Regions from separate parts of the Mus musculus genome. Here all the other regions are linked to region 3. A link is a contact called in public Hi-C data. All regions are on one chromosome and are shown on one strand. The core of a region is the stretch at or near the end of the contact, and the rest is flanking DNA. Distances in the headings are between cores, read along the strand shown. Region 1 has its middle 3.0 kb from the start of Gm39694. Region 2 overlaps Gm4847 (predicted gene 4847). Region 3 has its middle 46 kb from the start of Gm46170.

Region 1 (2,705 bases), core at 120-2,619, 790 kb before region 3:
TCAACACAGCACTATTACGTGATAAGATATCTTTATTGAACTGCAGGGAATCTGCCCAACAGGGTAGGCTAATACCCAGGAATCATTAGGCTATGTAATAGTGACAGGAAAGGCATACCAGCAGGAAGAAGAAATCCTGGGATAAAAATCTCTGAAGATCCTGCAAATCAGAGCTTACCCATTGCAGCTGTGCAAAGCAGTGGGCCATCTCCAGAAAACCTACTTGTTTGTCTTTAGCCTTTCCTCAATGACTTCTGGCAGTTGAGTTCGAGGCCAGCCTGGTCTACAGAATGAGCTCCAGGACAGCCAGGGCTACACAGAGAAACCCTGTCTTGAAAAACAAAAATAAAAAAAAACAAACAAAAAACCCACCCCCCCCACAAAACCCAAACAAACAAACAAACAAAAAACAAAAAACAACCAAAACAAACAAACAAAAAGACCCAGCCATTTTAAATTCTCTGTCAAAGAGTTTGCACATATCCATTGCTTTCTGGTCAGTTTTTGATGCCTTATCTTTTAGGTAGGGTAATGGTCCTTTGAGCTGAATAGAAGCACCTATTATTGGACAGATTAGAAGTTTATTCCAGACTTCACTCTGTGGCTTTATTTGTGGCTATATTATATGGGCTGATATGTGGTGTGGTATGTGGTGTGGTGTGGTGTGGTGTGGTGTGGTGTGTGTGTGTGTGTGTGTGTGTGTGTGTGTGTGTGTGTGTGTGTGTGTTTGTATAATTGTGTGTGTGTCCTGAGCCTAGTCTGGTCTTACTCTAACACTAGAGGGTGTGTTCAGTATAGATTTCCTAGAGCCATGGTTGGTATATTATCAATATTTCAGCACTAGAGGGCACCCCAAAACTATATTTGCAGCAATCAGCAGTTGAAGCTGTTTTTCAGGATGGAATGGGTGTTAAAGCAATTTTTACTTTTTGATTTAGACATTTTTAAAGAGGATGTTTCTGTGCTGCCAAGATGGCTCCGATGGCTCTCACTGCCAAACCTGAGCACCTGAGTTCCACGCTGGGACCACGTGGTGGAAGGAGGGAGCCTGCTCCCTGAGGTTGTCCTCTGGTCTCCACATACACAGACACACAGACACACAGACACACAGACACACACACACACACACACACACACACACACACACACACACACACACAAAGAGAGAGAGAGAACAAATGAATATAAAAAATAAAATAAAGAGATTTTCAAATATTAAATATTAATAATTAATATTTCAGATTAAAAAGTGATGACTTTATTTCCAACCCAAATATCAGAAAATTCAACGTGAGTAACCCGTCTGATGAGAGAGAGCAGCTGATCACTGAGGCAGCTTCTTTGAAACAAGATCTTCAGACGATTGTGAATGGCTCTCAGTCTAAGAATACGGACACTTCTTAACCATTCGTTTCTGCATTAAAACACTCTTACTTGTGCAGTGTTGTTTTGAGACACCCACGAGATACTGTTACTCTTCACAATTCTTGTAAACAGCAAAAAGAGCGTGCTGCTAAGCCAGATCTGTCGGACTTACACATGGCTGTGGCTCTTGTAGAGGCGGAGGCTTCAGTCTCAATGACCCGAGTAACAGACTGCCAGGGAAGGCGGGAGACTTGAAGAGGGAGTGGCTGCATCTCACAGCCACACTGCACAGAGGCTATTATTATCATTTACTGACAGGAAAGGGAAACAGAAATAGGAAGTAAGGGATCTGGGCCACTGTTGGTAAGATTAGATTTTTTATTTCCAAAGGCAAGTTTTTTTTTTTTTTCCTTCCCCTTCCTATTTTTAGTTAGAATTGGCACATCATGGCTTGCATTTGGGGTGACTCAGTAGGTGGTTCTTAAGTCCTCTTGTCTCTGATCCTTGTACTATCATCTTAAATTTGCCGAGCCATTTTAGGCTCTTGGACATTGCCCAGAAATGTAAAGTGCTGAGGAGATGCAGGTTGCAACGTCTCTATTCCGTCTGCGCAGAGTCTCCCCCACACTGATACTGGCAAGTCAGATGGACAAGCGCTTTGATGAGTCAGGACACCTTGATATCTTTTTAACTCTTACAACTTTTGCTGTTTTATAAATGAGAAAGCTGACATTAAGGTAGATTAAGCAGTTTCCCTGTGGTAATACCAAATAGTAAGAGGCAGATGTGGTCCTGACATCCAGCCACCTGGCCCCAGTGCCTCTTCAGCAGATTCGACTTTCTCTGGAGGGCGAGGAGCTCTGCCCCTGGTGTCTATTCGGTCTTCCCATACCTTTTCTAAGTTTATACATCGGAGAAAGGTGCCTTAGAAAACAAAGAAGACACAGGACCATGACCGGAGCCACGTGCCATACAGAGCAAGGGAGGGCTGAGGGCTGAGAGCTTCCTCTGCTCTCCAAACAAAGGCTGAGTGTGGGAGACAGATGAAAAATTCACAGTAAAAAGGAAGGCAGTGATAGTGAAACTCTATTTCTTACTTGTTATTTTTTTAATTGGATATTTTATTTATTTACATTTCAAATGTTATCCCCTTTCCCAGTTTCCCCTCTGAAACCCCCCTATACCATCCTCCCTCCCCCTATTCCACCCACCCACTCCTGCCTCCCTACCTTGGCCTTCCCCTACACTGGGCCATCCAGCCTTCCCAAGACCAAGGGCCTCTCCTCCCATTGATGTCTGACAAGTCCGTCTTCTGCTACATATGAAGCTGGAGCCATGGG
Region 2 (2,772 bases), core at 61-2,560, 590 kb before region 3:
TATGGTCTCTCAACACATGTTGTGAATCTCTGAGGGTTTTAAAGTTCCCACATACTCAGAAGAGTGACAAAAATATATAAAAAGGAATGACATCTTACATCTGGATTTCCCTTATACATTCAGAATCCAGATCCATCATGTGAATTAAACTACCAAGGAGTACATATAAGCCGTAGTATATGAAACTCCATTGCTTACTTCTTGATTCCAATCTACATAAACTATCTTCTCTAGATACTAATTCTGTATACAATTATTCCTTTTGGTTATTGGTATGTAAACATGTTACTAATTTTGTAAATTGTAAATACCTGAGAATAAAAGGCCCCTCTTCAAGACACCTACTAGTCCCAGTACTCAGGAGGCCAAGGAAAGAGAATTACAATAAGTTCAAGGTCAGCCTGGGCTATGAAATGAGTTCAAAGCTAGCTTAGGCTACGAAATGAAGCCCCATCTCAAAAAAAAAAAATATGCCAAACAAGAGACCACCTTGTCAAATTATCCCTGGGTAAAAGAAACACAAATAGACAGTGCCTTGACTTAAAATAAATAAATAAATAAAAACTTTTCACAATGTTGAGAGGAGATAAATTTGTATTATTTAAGATAAACATAAAAAGAGTGAATGAAAGTAGCCAAGTGAGGGAGAAATAAATGTATGCAGGCTAAGTAAGGCAGCAGTATGGCTCTTATCACCAAATTCATGGATGCAGGGGAGGAGTGGTCATCATTGATCTTACCCAGCTGTGAACCTTAGTGAAAGGCAATTCCAATCTGCCAGGCAAGCCTTGGTCACTGGTACCACAGCAGCAAGAATGATATGTGAGCAACCACCACCCTCTGATTGGATCTGAGGCCTGCTCCACAGGAGGAAATGCATGCCTCATCCTAGACACTCAGCCATAACTCCATGAGTGAAGAGTTTCAAGGCCATAGGAGAGTATTTACTAGTGTGTAGTTAAACTTGTGTGACTCCAAATTGCTTTCTAGATATTTGTGTTTATACTCTTACACAAATATTGCTACTCTCAGCCTTAATCCACAGTTTCTCTTTGTAATGGGTGGTGGTGAGTTCATGACTTGTGGGTCTGAGAACAGGCAATGGATAAGCACTCAACCCTAAGCAGGGTATTTGTATCACACACTTTAAGGCTTAGGAAATACCAAGGAGGACCAGAAGATAAACCAGATCTGCCAGAAGAGGAAGAGAAGGGCTGCAGGATGCTATTTTCTGGGTATGATGCACCCTTCTTTGTTCTGTTTTTAAAATTTTAAAACATTACCCAGGGTTACCTAAGAGAACGTTCATGCAAGTATATGATCTATTTTAAGCTTATGACCCCTGACTTCCCTACACTTCCTCTCTCACGCCATTGTTCCCTTTAGTTACACAGATTGTTTTGTTCCTATTTCCATGTCACCAACACATATGATTTTATGTATCTGTACTGTCTGGGACAACAAATGAGGGAAAAATACAATACAACTACCCTTTTCATTTATATCTATACTCTTGCAAGTGGCATACCTTATTCTTGTTTAGGACTAAAAACTCCATTGTGAACAAAATACACATTTTAACTCTATTTCCGTGGATGCCTACATCTTGTCTCTAACCTAGCTACTGTGACTAGGGATTGCAATACATGCTAATGTCCAGTTTGACTCTGTGATGCCTGGAGTTTTTGGGTAAATGCTGAGAAGTGGTATATCTGGTAGGTACAAGTTAAGGTTTTAAAAAAACTCTATTCTTATTTCCACAGTGAGTTTACCTTCTACTCATCATGTAGACTTGGTGTTCTGTGGTTATTTAACTCATAATGTCAGATTTAGGTTCCACAGTCAGCTCCATGTGAAAAATGATGTCACTGAACTAAAATTATCATATTAGGGCTCATTTAGTTGCAAACTATATAAAGAGTAAAATCAAATATCCCCCTCTGAACATGTTTCATTTACTTTAACAGAAAAGTAGGCTCCTTACCCTTTGGCCATTATTTGATGATTCTTTCTGTTGATGTCGGCTATCATGGCTCTCCTTGAGGGCAACTTTTTTATTCCTGAGAAAACAATATATAAACATTGAAAGGTTGACAGGAGGACCAAGGTACACACATAAACAAAAATAAAGGTTTTGAAATAGAATGAAATTGTCAGACCTCTATAAAATTAATAATCAAAACCTCATGTTTAAGGAGCTCCAAAGGAAGAGAATTTCTTTTACACCGTCATGCCCAGGATGTCACTTACGTTACCTAGCTTTCCTTTAAGATAAAAAGTGTTTAAACTTTTCTTAGTTTAAATGTACACTCAACATCCCTGAATACTATGAATGCCTTTGAGGTGTTTTTTATTGTCTTTCAAAGATCCTTAACCTAACCTGGGACGTGACTCAAGGTCTCATGTATAAGAACATTGCCTAGCATTGAGCTTACATCCCAAATGCATTTTTTCTGTGTGTTGAGTTAAGAGAAGATCTCTTAGTTTTTATTGTGCTTTCTGAAAGTACATACTGATGGAAGAGCACCCTGCACTTTGACAACTACATTTTGAAAGGAGATCAAGTAATTGCACACAGAAATTCTGCATGTATGAATGTGCCACAGACAAAGAAGATACAACAAACAGAATGTTAAATTATGCTAGAGAGACAAGACAGAGTGTAGCAGACATGATACTTATAAACTGTTTGCCTTGTTGCTTCTCCAGGTGCCACATGGTGTGAGTATCTGCAAAAATATGACCTACACACAATTGTCCTCAGATGTTTCA
Region 3 (2,800 bases), core at 8-2,507:
AAGTGCTAGGAACACCAGGGTGTGAGGGTCCCTATGGGTAAAAATGCACAAGGTAGGTCCTGGGGTTCCAACCCTCCCTGTAGAGCTGATCCACCTCACCCCAACAACCTGTTATCACTGATCCTCTTCCAGGTCTACAGGCTCAGAGTTCTCAGGGTAGATCCCAGTGATGCTTTTAAAATAATAATAACCACACACATGTGCACACATGCACATAGACAGCTGATGATAGCAGCCTGTAAAAACTACTGTAGTAGAAACAGCTGTAGCCTTGGGGCTGGGGAGGTGGCCATACAAGCATGAGGGCCTGAATGCAGTCCCAGAATCCTCTGGATCCTACAGCACACATCCATTTCGTGGGCAGGGACATGCCACCTTACAGAACCTGTGGTCTCTAGCCACATGAGAGAAACCCCTCTAAAATAAATAAATAAATGGTATAGGATGACGTGATGATACACACCTAATAAATAAATAAATAAATGGTATAGGATGACGTGATGATACACACCTTTAACCCCAGCACCCAAGAAGGCAGGAGGCAGGTCTCTGTGAGTTAGAGACCAGCCTGGTCTACATAGTGGGATATTATCAATAATAATAATAATAGAAGAAGAAGAAGAAGAAGAAGAAGAAGAAGAAGAAGAAGAAGAAGAAGAAGAAGAAGAAGAAGAGGAGGAGGAGGAGGAGGAGGAGGAGGAGGAGGAGGAAGAGGAAGAGGGGAAGAGGAAGAAGAAGAAGAAGAAGAAGAAGAAGAAGAAGAAGAAGAAGAAGAAGAAGAAGAAGAAGAAGAAGAGGAGGAGGAGGAGGAGGAGGAGAGGAAGAAGAGGAAGAAGAGAAAGAAGAAGAAGAGGAGAAGAAGAAAGGAAGAAGAAGAAGAGGAGGAGGAGGAGGAGGAGGAAGAGGAAGAAGAGAGTGATTGAGGAAGACACTTGACAACTTCTAGCCTACACACACACATATACACTCACACCTACACACCCATCCACACACACATCCACACTCCCTCCCCCCATCCCAATCCACTCACAATTGTTGCCATGGAGAAATTAAGGGAGTTAGTTTCTATGTGCTCTAGTGGAGGCTTAAATATTTTTTTAAAGTCATATTAGTAGTTAATACTTTTAATAGCACCTGAGTATACATCTCTTAAATATCAATAGCCAGTCAAATGGCTGTCCAGGAACTGAAGCCACCCACTCCTGCTGCCGTCTGAATCCCCACCACTAGATGGCAGACACACACCAGACTTCCTGTCATTTAGGTTAGACCTTTGCAGCAGCTGAATTCAGTTTTCCAGTGATCCCGGAGAACCAGCACATTTCTTAGCATCCTTCACAGGTTTGGTTTGCTTTTTGGAGGGGTGTTTGTCTGTCTGTCTGTCTGTCTGTCTGTCTGTCTGTTTAAGTATGAGTGAACACATAACAAACACAGGAAAAATCTAGTGTGATTTTACAATGGAGGCCGTTTACTTCAGAGGAAGCAGATGGCACTGGGAGGGCTCCTCTGAAATGCACACGTGTGATGAGCATCCCGTCCAGGCAGGGGAGCTGTCACCAGGTGCTGGCTTGCCCCAGCCAGGACAGTCAGAACTCAACACACAAGTCCTTGGAGCCACTGAATCCAAACAGTACAAGTCAGGGCCCAGGGTAGATGTGGTGTTTACATAGAGGGTAGTTTTATGTTCCTAAGATGTATATACCAGGGCTTAGTCCTGTCTCTAATGGGTTCCCATGTTATTTTAGCTCATGGTTTATTGAAATATGTATGTAAGTATACACGCAAGACTAGGGTAACAGCTAGCTCATAGTTTCGGTTTTGCAATGTTGGGGATTGAGCCTGGACCTCTTGCTTATGCTAGGCAGGTGCTTTGGTACCAAGAAACATCCCCAGTCGAGAAAATGACCTCTTAAATTGTTCTCTTTGTGGTGGCGAAGGGGCGATTGGGAGGGATTTTTCTGAGATAGGGTCTTTGTATGTGACCCAAGATGACTTCAAATTTGTCATCTTGCCTCAGCTTAATATTGGGGTCACAGGTATGTGCCATTAACTTAAACTTTAGATCCGCCTTAAAGCACCTAAACACCCCCAGCATATCGTGAAGGAATCCACCTACCCTAGTCTCTTGAAGCCTACAATGCCATGTTCCAAGACCCTCTCTCTACTCCTTGTATTGAAGCCATTGTCTGCAAGCCAGCCCATTGATGGCTTCATTAAAGCAATGTTAATCTGGAGCTAAAACTGGGAGACTCACAACTACCTGTGACTTCAATTCCATGGCATCTGATGCCCTCTTTTGGCCTGAGGATACCATGCAAACAAGCGGTACCGATATACCATGAAGGCAAAACAGCCATACACATAGAAAGAATTAAGAGCAGCATCACTGCCCTGCCTCACCAGCAAAACCACCCTAGGGAAAGAGGGGACACTGCTGAGGCTCCTATCCAGAGGCCTGCCTAGTTCCAGGGTTAGCAAAAAGCAAGCATCTGGAAAGACAGGATGAGAAGTAGAGATGAAGGGAAGCTAAGACATGGGAACTGTCAGGAACGACAAAGAGCAAAAGCCAGTTGTGTGAAAGGCCCTGGATGTAGGTCTTTTAAAAACAGGAATAAGCTGGATGTGATTGTGTGTGCCTTTAATCCCAGCACTTGGGAGGCTGAGGCAGGTGGATCTCTCTGAGTTCAGAGGCCATTCTGGTCAACATGGCACAGGGCTATATAGCAAGACTCTTACCTCAAAGAACCAATCAATCAATCAATAAATAATCAAGCAAGAATAGAAAGGCTGGAGCGATGCC

The links. A called contact is a pair of places that touch in the nucleus more often than the background predicts.
Region 1: a contact with region 3 is called in a Hi-C map of bone marrow-derived macrophages, with 14 read pairs. The contact joins two enhancer-like sites. A contact is called at or near these places in 4 of 39 promoter capture datasets (cranial neural crest, embryonic stem cells, hippocampal neurons and 1 more), 3 of 15 datasets of contacts at CTCF or cohesin (hippocampal excitatory neurons, large pre-B cells and pro-B cells), 93 of 484 Hi-C or Micro-C datasets (3T3-L1-derived adipocytes, the AtT-20 cell line, B cells and 60 more), 10 of 115 datasets of contacts at active chromatin or transcription factors (astrocytes, bone marrow-derived dendritic cells, bone marrow-derived macrophages and 7 more) and 3 of 9 other capture datasets (adipose tissue, liver and macrophages).
Region 2: a Hi-C map of bone marrow-derived macrophages shows a contact between it and region 3, with 12 read pairs. The contact joins two enhancer-like sites. A contact is called at or near these places in 1 of 39 promoter capture datasets (the C10 cell line) and 1 of 484 Hi-C or Micro-C datasets (bone marrow-derived macrophages).

What each region holds. Positions count from the first base shown.
Region 1 is chr1:166,428,347-166,431,051 of GRCm38.p6, forward strand. No RefSeq gene overlaps it. Among named protein-coding and RNA genes, the nearest start is that of Gm39694, 3.0 kb to the right of the region's middle. Within about 2 kb of position 1,370, at least 26 of the 459 cell types and tissues checked have an H3K27ac peak or open chromatin away from gene starts, as enhancers often do. A contact at or near this core is called in the Ba/F3 cell line, the CH12 cell line, Th1 cells and 1 more, where this site is marked.
Region 2 is chr1:166,630,676-166,633,447 of GRCm38.p6, forward strand. It overlaps Gm4847 (predicted gene 4847), which reads right to left. Exons shown (of 9, transcript NM_001164312.1): 8 at 1,985-2,060. Among named protein-coding and RNA genes, the nearest start is that of Gm4847, 16 kb to the right of the region's middle. Within about 2 kb of position 1,311, at least 5 of the 459 cell types and tissues checked have an H3K27ac peak or open chromatin away from gene starts, as enhancers often do. A contact at or near this core is called in bone marrow-derived macrophages, where this site is marked.
Region 3 is chr1:167,219,509-167,222,308 of GRCm38.p6, forward strand. No RefSeq gene overlaps it. Among named protein-coding and RNA genes, the nearest start is that of Gm46170, 46 kb to the right of the region's middle. Within about 2 kb of position 1,258, at least 28 of the 459 cell types and tissues checked have an H3K27ac peak or open chromatin away from gene starts, as enhancers often do. A contact at or near this core is called in the Ba/F3 cell line, the CH12 cell line, Th1 cells and 1 more, where this site is marked.